Regions from separate parts of the Rattus norvegicus genome. Here region 1 is linked to region 2. Evidence: chromatin contacts called from public Hi-C data. All regions are on one chromosome and are shown on one strand. The core of a region is the stretch at or near the end of the contact, and the rest is flanking DNA. Distances in the headings are between cores, read along the strand shown. Region 1 overlaps Shroom3 (shroom family member 3). Region 2 overlaps Shroom3 (shroom family member 3).

Region 1 (6,070 bases), core at 1,513-4,012, 81 kb before region 2:
TTAAGTTTTAGTAAGGTTAGTAAGGTATTTGTATCACATTCATGATGCCTCGGAGTTTCTCTCCAGCGCCATGTAAACAGTGACACATGCCTGCAATCCCAGCACTTGGTGGGTGAAGGAGGGGAGATCAGAAATGCAGAGTCATCCTTGCCTATATTCCAAGTTCGAGACCAGCCTGGGATACATAAGACCATGGATCAGAAAATAAAATTTGAATAAAATGTAAAACTGTAGAATGTAAAAATGTGATTGTAGATGTAGGATGTTGGGCGTGGCACTACCAGAGATCTGATGTGCCTTTTACCTGATGGCTCAGTCTTACATCATTATAGAACGACGTCACAGCCAAGGACTTGATGCTGGTATGGTGCACATTTGTAGTTCCATGTAGCACAGCCAGGACACAAAACTGTCACATACAGTAAGCGTCTCCCTCACACACTATAGTTGTACAATCCACCTACGCCCACTGCTCCCCATCCCTAACTCCTGACCAACACTGTTATGTCTTCTATTTCTAATTTTGTCATTTTAAAAATGTTATACAAATATTCCCTTAAATTTCTGAGTGATAAACATTTCATGGTTTGAGTGTTTAACAGCGTGTTTGACCACTTAACTGTGGAGGGATATCTTGGCTGTTTACAGTTTGTACTGTTGCTGTAACAAACTGATGTAAGGCATGGCACACCCTTAATGCCAGCACTTGGGAGACAGAGGCAGGGGGACCTCTAAGCTCCAGGACAGCTTGGTCTGTATAGAGAGTTCCAAGTCACCCTGAGCTACATAGTGAGAACCTGCATATGTGTACATACATGTGCGTGTGAATGTAGCTGTATGTATACGTATGTGTGTACATATGTGTATCTGCTATGTCATGTGTATTTATAAACAGATCATCATGTGTGCAGAAATCTCCATTTCTCCGAGTTAATTCTCCGGGAGTGCATTTGCTGGACCATAGAGTAAGAATATGTTTGATTTTCAAAGAAGCTACCAAACTCGTTCCAGAGTGACGATCACATTTTGGGCTTCTCCCGTATTTGCCAGAATTTGATAAGATTTTTTTTTTTTTTTTGGTTCTTTTTTTTCTGGAGCTGGGGACCGAACCCAGGGCCTTGCGCTTCCTAGGTAAGCGCTCTACCACTGAGCTAAATCCCCAGCCCAAGATTTTTATTTTAATTATTTTAGCAGCTGTGTAATGACACCCCAGTGTGGTTTTAATCTGCATTCCCCTAATGGTCAATGGTGTTGAATATGCTTTTATGTATTTACAATAATAAGCCCTTCATGTCTTTTGCCCATTTTTTCTAATGGGATTGTTTTCTTTTTAAGATTTTTTTTTAATTTTATGTTTATGGGTGCTTTGTTTGCCTGTGAACCATGTGCATGTCTGGTACTTAAGGAGCCATAAGAAGGTGTCAGATACCCTGGAACTGGGGTTACAGATGGCTGTGAGCTGTCATATGATGCTAGGACTCAAACCCAGGTCCTCTAGAAAAGTACCGGTTTGTTTGTTTGTTTGTTTGTTTGTTTGTTTGTTTGTTTTGAGGCATAACCTTGGCTGTCCTGGAATTCACACTGTAGACCAGGCAGGCCTGGAACTCACAGAGATCTACCTGCCTCTGCCTCCCAAGTGTCAAGATAAAAGGCAAAGTGTGCCTGGTCGCTCCTAACTGAGCCATCCCACCTCTGATACTTCTCTTAAGGAAGTTTTCAAATTGTTTTGTCTTGTCTGGGTCTTGTTTTGTTTGAGATAAAGTCTCACAGCGTAGCCCAGGCTGGCCTTGAACTTGCTGTTTAGCCCAAGTGGACCTCGAAAGCAGCCGTTGCCTTGGTTTCCTGAGTGCTGGGGTTACAGTCATGCTCCAGCTCCAAGTTCTTTACCCAGTATCCTTCAGAGCACTGTCTAGGTTGCCCAGTATCATTCAGAGCTCTGTCAGTTGTTAACTCCAAGGTCGTCACTGCTTCAACATGGATATGAGCTCTATCTTTCATTATTCTGCCCAGTCATGCCCTCCCCTGTATCGCAGTACAGTTTTTTCTGATTCCCAGCTTCCTCAGCCATTTCCTGACCCCCAAGAACAGCCTGGATCTTGTGTCTAAGCTTCTTCTTGACCCCATGATGTGTTGTGAACTCATGCATTTGAATACTCAGGCCCTAGCTGGTGGAACTGTTTGGGAAGGATTTGGAGGCGTGGCTTTATTGGAGGAGGTTTGTCACTGGGAATGGGCTTTGAGGTTTCAAAGGTCCATGCCATTTCCAGTTAGCGCCCTCTGCCTCCTCCTTATGGATAGGCATGTAAGCTCTCAGCTACTGCTCCCGCAACATGCCTGCCTGCCTGATGCTATACTCCCTACCATCAAAGCCATGGGCTCACCCTCCGAGGCTGTAAGTCCCTACGAGCTGTTTCTTTTACAAGTTGCCTTGGTCATGATGCCTTATCACATTAATAAAAAAAAAAAAGAAGTAACTAAAATAGTAGCAGACTCTGGAAACAGGACCCTCTGAAAATCATGGTCTCCTTTGAACATTACCAGTTTGCAGCCGTGGCAAGGAAATGTGGGAGAGACAGCCACAGGAGGAAGAATTAGGTGTACTGCCAACCAGGACAATAGCCTTTGCTTAGGCAGTGTCTCTGGAAGGTTATTTTTAACTGCCACATCATAAAGTAAACATTTGCCCTTGATAAGTGCCCTGTTCACTGGCTGGTTCTAAACTCTGGTCAGAGAGATTACCGGAAGAGCCCAGGAGTGGTAGGAAGCAGGAGTCTGGGCGAGGGCTGCCAGCTGAGACATTCTTGACAGAGCAAACAATCGGCCTGCCCTGTGTGCAAGAGCTTGCGTCACCTGGTCATGAGGCGCCGTGGAATTTGTGGAATGGATTGTCACCCAATATCCCAGAATAATAGGAGCACACATTCTTAGTTTTATGTAAGAGCTAGTAAGGACTGCTCCGCCCAGCCGAGCAGAGGCGAGGAGCACAGCGGGTGCCGGACTGCGTGCCTTTCTTCCCTTGCCTCCTCCTCCTGCCCTCTCTTAACCCTGAGGAAGAAAAGGGGGACAGAGAGAGGAGAAAAGGAAGACCCACTGCACGGGGGCCATTAGAATGTGGCACGGCTGTTGGAAGATAAACACAAAGAGTGGAAATATAAAAGAATGGGTTTCTCACATCCTAGAAAGTTTCCTCCCTCCCTGCCCCTCCCTCCATTCTTCCCTCTCACCCCTCCCTCCACTCCTCCCTCCCTTTCTTGTTTTCTTCCTTCCCTTAGAACCCTGGGTCAGTATATCCCCAGCTGGCCTCAAACGCCTTGTGTAACTAAGGAGACATTTTCAATGTCTGATCCTTCTGCCTGCCCCTCCAGAGTGCTGGGATTACACTCGTGTGCTACCTACCATACCTGCATTATGAGGTGTTGGGCATGGAACCCTAGGGTTTAAGGGTTTAAGGCATGCTGGGTAAGCAGTCTATAGCTGAGCTCATACCCCGCCCAGAACTTTCCTTTTGTTTCAATGTTGAACTTCCTCGGTGAATACCTCTCTACAACAAAGCTCAGAGGGATGACGTAGCTATTATTAGGCTGAGATCATCTGTTTAGATCTAGGAGCTGAGAAAGTTGCCTTCTCAAAACACAACATTTGAAGGTTGTTCTCCCCCCCCCACCCCCGTACATATAATTAAAAATCAACAACAGCTCCAGCTGGGTGAGACAATAAAAAATCTTGATTAATTCAGCTCGAAATAGTTCAGAAGTAAGGGAGCCGGGGGTTTGCTTTGACTTGGTAAATCTCCAGACATGCATTGCCTTGTATGGTATCTGTTTGTTTGTTTGTTTATATTTAATGTACATTGGTGTTTGGCTGCGTGTTTGTCTGTGTAAGGGTGTCAGAAGCCCTGGTACTGGAGTTACAGACAGGTGTGAGCTGCCCTGTGGATGCTGGGAATTGAACCTGGGTCCTTTGGAAGAGCAACTGGTGTTTTTTAACTCCTGAGCCATCTCTCCAGCCCACACGGTATCAATTTCAATCCGAGGCCTGCTCCAGTGTTTCAGTGTTCATCTCCCTAAAGCAGCCCTTTCTTCCTACAACTCAAGAGGGTCCACAGGGCTGTCTGCATGGTCCAGGAGTGGTTGTAAGGACAGGTGGGGTGTCATGGGCCGCTGGGCCCAGGCTGGCCTTTCTGGGTTGGTTCCTGGAGCAGGGTGGTGGGATTAAATGCTCTGCTGATTTAAACATCGTGAGTGTTCACAATAAAGGATTTGAGGACAGACATGGGGGCAACAACCAAAATGTTATCACTACATCTTCTAAAAGGTTAGTCCTACTTCTGAATTGAAGATAAAATTTGCTTGAGAGAGAATTTAGCTCATTCTGAAACGTGAGGTAAGACATCTGAGAAATGATGAACTAATTTATACCAAAACGTGTGAACACAGGCAGGAAAAAGGTTACACAGTGCTAAATATCAGTTGAGCTAAGAAGCAATTATATTTCTCTGCGATTGAATGAAATTCACTCATAAGCCCTAACTTCTACTTACTAACAGAAAACTGTGCCTTCTCTGATTGAAGATAAATTCAGTTACTTCTTGCTTAAAACTCAATCTTTTATAAGTTCTTAATCAATTCAAAAATTTTCTTTTCTTCCCATTCATGGCTCTGCAGGTTTCCTTGTAAGATTGTAACACCAGAGGCTGTGAAGTACCCCTGGGAGGACAGTCCCCTCTTGTGACATTGCTTTCACTTTGGATTCTGCCCCCAAGTTCCACCCCCAGCTAACACCCACCACAGTCTCACCCTACTTTCAACTCCTAGTCCAAAATTTATCCAAGCATTCCCAATCCTCTGGCATTTTCTCGGCCATGCTCTTGCTCAAATGGGCACGGAGGATGTAGGGAGCCATGGGGAGACCTCAGGGGCCCCTCCATGGAAAGAGTGGGCATGGGAGAAGCATGGGGTGGAATTGTCTATCAAGTGCAATCTCACTGAGCATGCCTGGGACTACTGGTGCTCTAACAGCCACTCATAGTGTCCTATAGATCTCTAAGACTCTTCCCTTATAGAATTTCCAGTGGGGAGTTGAAGCACAAGTCTTCTTCCGAGATTCCCCAAACCAGATGAAGTTTCTATTGTTTCCATCCCTGGTGTTTGGTCCTGGAAGCAGCCACCCTGACTCTTTTACTGTCCTTCATTATTCTCTTGGCTTTAGTCCACTCTATTAAGGATTTAGCAACCACACACATATAAAAAAATTTATTCTGTCAGGTAGTGGTAGTGAATGCCTTTAATTCCGGCATTCGGGACACAGAGGCAGGTGGATCACTGTGACTTTGAGGCTAGCCTGGTCTCCAGAGCAAGTTCTAAGGACATCCAGGGCTACATGGAGGAACTCTGTCTTGAAAAGCAATACATAAATAAATAAATAAATAAATAAATAAATAAATAAATAAATAAATAAATAATTCTATTTAGTTTGGTGGAGGGCACTTACCAAATATTATATTATTTGGAGTTTCCAACAAAACCAAAATTTTTTTTAAAGATTTATTTATTTATTATATACATGAGTACACTGTAACTGTCTTCAGACACACCAGAAGAGGGCATTAGATCCCATTACAGATGGTTGTGAGCCACCATGTTGTCACTGGGAATTGAACTCAGAACCTCTGGAAGAGCAGTCAGTGCTCTTAACCACTGAGCCATTTCTCCAGCCCCCAAATTTTCTTATTTAGTATTTTGTTCTAGTTCTGGACAACAGTGACTGTCTTAGTTAGAGTTTTACTGCTGTGAACAGACACCATGACCAAGGCAACTCTTATAAAAGACAACATTTAATCAGGGCTGGCTTACAGGTTCAGAGGTTGAGTCCATTATCATCAAAGTGGGAGCGTGGTAGTGTCTAGGCAGGCATGGTGCACGCTGAGCTGAGACTTCTACATCTTCATCTGAAGACTGCTAGCAAAATACTGGCATCCAGGCAGATAGGATGAGGGTCTTTTTTTTTTTCGGAGCTGAGGACTGAACCCAGGGCCTTGAGCTTGCTAAGGATGAGGGTCTTAAAGCCTACA
Region 2 (5,664 bases), core at 361-2,860:
GTTTTACTGGGTTCCAAACCTCCCCCTTGAGCAATAAAGCTCCCAGCGAACTTTGTCCACCGAAGCCTTCCGGTCAGCACCGGGGGACAGCCACACAGGTGGTGGGCTCAGCAGCTGGACGCCAAGGGGAGGCAAACAGCCAGCTTCTGCCTTATCTTTTGCTTCTCAGCAAGCAGCTGAAGGTTTAGTGACCTTACTTCTCTGTGTTGCACATTAATCACGCCTCACTGACTTCCTCAACCGATAGCAGGTAGGTCAGGATTTTCCTACTTTGGAAGACAGAGAAAGGGGCAAAGCAGAGTGATTTGTTCAGTTATGATAGCAAGGTGCTTTCTCATCTTCCCTCCCTCCCTCCTCCTTCCTTCTCTCCCTCATGTAGCCCAGGCTGTCCCCAACTTAATAAGTAGCTGAAGATGACCTTGAACTTGTGATCCTCTTACCTTTGAAAAGTCCTGAGATAACAGGCCTAGGGCCCAGCTTCTTTTCTTTCTTCCTCCTCCTTCCCTCCCTCCCTCCCTCTTTTCCTCCCTCCCTCTTTTCCTCCCTCCCCCTTCCTCCCTTTCCTCCTTCCCTCCCTCCCTCCCTCTTTCCTTCCCTCTTTTCCTCCCTCCCCCTTCCTTCCTTTCCTCCTTCCCTCCCTCCCTCCTTCCTTCTTTCTTTCCTTCCGTCCTTCCTTCCTAAAAAACGAAATGAGAAATTCTTCAACTTTTTTCCCTCCAACCCTCCTGTCTAGGCACTAACTCTGTCTCCCTGGAGAAGGATGCGGGTGGCCTGGTGTGAGCAAAGCTTGCAGGCAGATGATGAGTTGCCATGGGTGTGCCCCTGAGTGTGTACACAGGTGGACCCACCTGGAGCCACATGGAAGTGAGGTGGTCCCTGGAAACGTATGGTCCTACCATTTATGACACATTTCCACCAGGGCCCCCTGACCAGAGAGGCCACAGTAGGAGCCGCAGGAGAGCCAGTCTGAAGGTGGCCGGGGGAACTGCCTCTGAAGGTATTCCAGGAATGTTAATGGTATGCCTGAGTGGCGGGCTTCAGAGATCCGGCTTGGCCTGAGAACTGTTCTCCTGGCCATCTGTTGTAGCCCAGAAGTCTCATAGCAACGGTGGTGTCTCAAGAATGGAGCCCCCCCCTTTGTAAATTAAAATTAACTAACACAAAACCCAAAATTGCTCCACTGCCCAAGAAGAATCGGGACAGGATTCAGCTTCTTTCTGCAGAATGATGAGCTTTTCAGGAAGAAAAGCCCCCGCATCCTTAATTTCTGTTCTTTAAATGAGCAATTTGTACTTGCTTTTGAGGTCTTCATTTTTCCTCCCCAGGGGTAGAATGCTTTAAAAAAAAAAAAAAGGTGGGGGGAGTTGAAAACTAGTTGCTCAAAGCTGTGAGCCAAATAATTGGCAAAAATAAAAATATTGCTTGATTTAAAAAAAAATGGTCAGAGTGTTGTGATTTCCTGCCATTTGCTCTTCATAATCTGGTCAGCAGCCGCATGCATTCCCACCCCCTTTGTAATAACGTGAGCTTTCTAGCTTGGCCCTTCAGGAGATGATCTTCAAACAGATTAATTTTTATTGTGACAGTATGTGTGCCAAAGGAGGGAATTTCTTGAATCTGTGGACCTCAGGAGGGAAAAGGAATGTAGTTTCACATGTGTACTGGCTCTGCTGTTGTGTTACTATGGAAACCACTTTCAGGAGAATGTTGACATCTCCAAGTTTTATAAAATTTCTCAGCGAGGGGGGGGCACCACAAAATATTTCAGGTGATTTTGACGATGTGCAATACGATTTTTAAAAATAATTTATTTTTATTTTATGTATATTGGTTATTCGACTTGCATCTATGTCTGTGTGAGAGTGTCAGATCCCTGGAATTGGAGTTACAGACAGTTGTGAGCTGCCATGTGGGTGCTGGGAATTGAACCCAGGTCCTCTGGAAGAGGAGTCAGTGCTCTTAACCACTGAGCCATCTCTCCACATTCTGAGTATACACAGGCACACACGCATTACTAAATTGATTCCTGGAGTGTTGTTCAGGTTCAGTGTCCCAGCCCTCATAGTTAAGGGCAATCCCACTGACCACCACGAAAAGAAAAGGTACTGCCTGAATTTGTTTTCTGGAACCTGGGTTCCTAATGAAGGCAGGCTCTCCGTGGAAGGCATGTCCACTGGACCCTGTTCTCTCTTATGTAAAATTTAAACAGCGAATATTTATGGAGCGACTGACCATATGTCGGTTGTCTTTCTAAATACTGGATTTAGAGTTGTGAACAAAAGTGAACATTTTAGTCAGGGATCAGAGTTGAACCCAAAACAAAACAAAACAAAAAACCCTCATTCAGTTGTGCTGATGGGTTTGAAAATAGTCATTTCTGTAGGGAAACAGAAGCAGAAAAAGTATATGTATACACAAGTGAGAGAGGGGGAGAGAGAGGGAGGGAGGGAGGAAGGAGAGAGAGAGAGAGAGAGAGAGAGAGAGAGAGAGAGAGAGAGAGAGAGAGAGAGAGAGAGAGAGAGAGAGAGAGAGAGACTGGCTGAAGAACAGAACAGCATCTACAAAGGGAAAGTGTTGATGGAAGAGCTGGGCAGCCAATGAGGAAGGGAGCTGGAGAGCAAATGAACCAATGAGACCAATGAGCGGGGAGGTGGACAGTCAATGAACCAATGAGCAGGAGCTGGCTGCCTCAGGAGAGAACACTAGAGAAAGCCGCCACGTATCAATGGGGATTTCCTTCAGAGAGCAGTTGTAAGGTTTCAGTGATGGAGTTTGTCATTCGCAGTGCCTGGCCCTGAGAAAACCTTCTTGATACTGGCAGGCTATTGTCCACTCATTGCTGCTGTGAACAAGGTTCAGAGGCAGAATGATCGAGTATGTGGCCTAGAGCTGTGGTCTATCCGAAAATGTGTCACTTGCCACTAGAAATGCTGCAGGAGAAACTGTTGACCCATGGTCCAGGAGATTCTCGAGAATTTAGCTTCCTTGTGAGGATTGAGCCCAGGCCTTGGACTCTTCACTACTTCAACCCTATCTTCTCACATATGGGAGGAAGAACTTATTTAGAAAAAACCAGGCTTGGAGCCGGGAGATCGCTCAGTGCTTAAATATTGGCTGGACAAGTATGAGGATCAGAGTTCAGATGCCCAAAAACCCATGTAAATGCCAGGTGGGTGTAGCCACCTGCCTGTAATTTTAGCAACAGAAGGCAGAGACCGAGAACAGGAGCAAGCTAGCTATTGAGAGTCCTCTGTCAGTCAGCTCTGGGTTTAACTGGGAGACCAGGCCTCCATGAATAAGAAGAGGAATGGAGCATGAGTCTTCATATCAACTTCAGGTCTCCACAGTATGCTCCCACACATATACAAAACAAAAATAGCCCACGTATGTACAAACATGTACAACACATATTTTTTTAAAAAAAAAGAAGGTGGAAAAGAAAACTGGGCTGGAGAGATGGCTCAGTGGTTTAGAGCTCTTCCAAAGGCCCTGAGTTCAAATCCCAGCAACCACATGGTGGCTCACAACCATCTGTAATGAGATCTGATGCCCTCTTCTGGTGCGTCTGAAGGCAGCACCAGTGTACTTATAACATAGAAGGATAAATAAATTTAAAAAATATTAAAAGAAAAAGGAAGCTGTCCTTGTTTAAGAGAAGCCATTGTTCTTATGCAGATATCAAGTTGACACACTCAGGGACAGGTATATTTTGAGCTATCAGGTGCCAATTTCAGCCTTTAAAAGGCTTCTGGATTCCACTGATGTTCTGGGGTCTCACATGGGGATGTCTGGGTCTTGATCCTGGTCCTTGCCCTAGGCCACAAGATGGGTTGGGAGGACCTTGTTGTGGATAGCATGACAAGGAATTAGAGTGTTTCTCATTCCACATAAAAACCTCTCAGAGCTTTCAGAATGATCTAGACACCCCCAGCGCACTTTAAATGCCTAGATTCGGTTGTACTGACTTCTTTCTGTGAACTTGAGCATGTTCGTCCTAAGTCAGGGCCAGTGATGACTAGCTCGAGAAGCTTCAAGAAGACAGGGAGTTTTTCCTTCCAAGCATATGAAGACTATTGTTGGTCAGGATTATCCTTGCTCCAGAGCCAGGCCGAGTAAATGCATGTAAATACAAGAGTCTATGTAAAACCATGAGCCTTGTCCCCAGCTCCGGAAAAAAAAAAAACAAACACAAAAAACCATGAGCCTTCATCATGGTGAATGTCCTCAGAGGCAAGGACTTTAATCACCCAAAGGGTTCTCAGACATTTGGATGAAAGCCTGACTCTCAGTGTCCCTTCCAAATCCATGTTTTTCCACAACACATTTCTTTTTCCTTAGGATTTATTTATTTATTATATACAAGTACACTCTTAGCCGTCTTCAGACACACCAGAAGAGGGCATCAGATCCCATTACAGATGGTTGTGAGCCACCATGTGGTTGCTGGGATTTGAACTCAGGACCTCTGGAAGAGCAGTCAGTGTTCTTAACCACCGAGCCATCTCTCCAGCCCCACGACATGTTTCTTAAGACTAAGATTCTTCTGGAACGCTCACTTGGAGTTGTCTTTAGCTCGCATGCTAGTCAGTTCCGAGAGCAGGAAGTTGCTGAGGGGAGTGGCTTTGATTTACATCAGGTTAGTGGCCAGGGGAATCATGCTCCTGTAGTGGTCACCCAGGTCTAGCTGGCTGGAGCCCTTGATGATATTGTGTGTCTCAGTAGCTCCCAAGGCCAATGAGTGGTTGTATCACCACAACTGGCTGCCAATTACTTGCTAAGGTCAGTGGTAGAGTTCATGTTCTTTCCTGAGCTAACACATGCGTAGTATTTATTATCTTCTGAATGACTTGCTGAAAAAACGCTAGCTCTCAATATAGCTATTCCCATGTAAAAGGTTAAACTATGGTAAGAATTTAATCAAGATCACGTAGTGGCTGAGCTGGGATTCGAACTGAGGCTGTCTACCAGTGGGTAGGTTCTCTTGCCAGCTACGCTAGATTTTTGTTCACAAAGCGCTTTGTCTATGACTGTGCCTTCCGCACCCTGTCTTGTGGTGCAGGGACTCGAACCCAGAACACCGTGTATGGTAGACAAGTGTTCTTACCACGGAGCTACCTCCTGAACACCATGTACCTTTTATGATTGTTACAGCTTTCTCGTTGTTCGAGAGGAAAAACGCCGTATGATATATCATTATCTTTTATTGCCCTCTGAGAGGATAGAGAACATGGCTGGTTGATTCCTGATGCCCAGGTTGGTGCCTGGCACAGGCAGATACTCAAATATTTATTGAGTAAATGTGTGGCATGAATGACCAGCAGTAAGCCCATAGAAATGCCTCTCACTCTCCGGACGCAGAGACATTTAAAGGATGTGATTGTGCAAAAACTCCGGGTTGATAAGTTAAGAGGAAAAAAAAAAAAAACCTAACATAAAGGCAGAGACAAGGCAGTGAGTGAGACTCTCAAAAGACGGTTACGTGAACGGGTCTTGACAATCTCGCCCCCCTTGGTATTGCTCGTTGGTATTTTAACCAATTAACCACATCAGCACTGGACGAAGTGCCTCCAAAGGACCCTGATGTCAAACTAACCCCTGCTGCGTGACGTTTGGGAAAGGACCAAAACAGGATTCTTGAAGAACCCTGTCTCCATAAATCAAGGC

Evidence for each region. A called contact is a pair of places that touch in the nucleus more often than the background predicts.
Region 1: a Hi-C map of the A7r5 cell line shows a contact between it and region 2, with 2.1 times the contacts expected there. The contact joins two enhancer-like sites. A contact is called at or near these places in 3 of 12 Hi-C or Micro-C datasets (the A7r5 cell line, hepatocytes and liver).

The regions. Positions count from the first base shown.
Region 1 is chr14:15,612,798-15,618,867 of GRCr8, reverse strand. The region is part of intron 1 of Shroom3 (shroom family member 3); the gene reads left to right. It also overlaps the pseudogene LOC134481830. Among named protein-coding and RNA genes, the nearest start is that of Shroom3, 64 kb to the left of the region's middle. Within about 2 kb of position 2,762, at least 31 of the 93 cell types and tissues checked have an H3K27ac peak or open chromatin away from gene starts, as enhancers often do. A contact at or near this core is called in the A7r5 cell line, where this site is marked.
Region 2 is chr14:15,531,122-15,536,785 of GRCr8, reverse strand. All of the region lies in intron 2 of Shroom3 (shroom family member 3), which reads left to right. Among named protein-coding and RNA genes, the nearest start is that of Shroom3, 150 kb to the left of the region's middle. Within about 2 kb of position 1,610, at least 13 of the 93 cell types and tissues checked have an H3K27ac peak or open chromatin away from gene starts, as enhancers often do. A contact at or near this core is called in the A7r5 cell line, where this site is marked.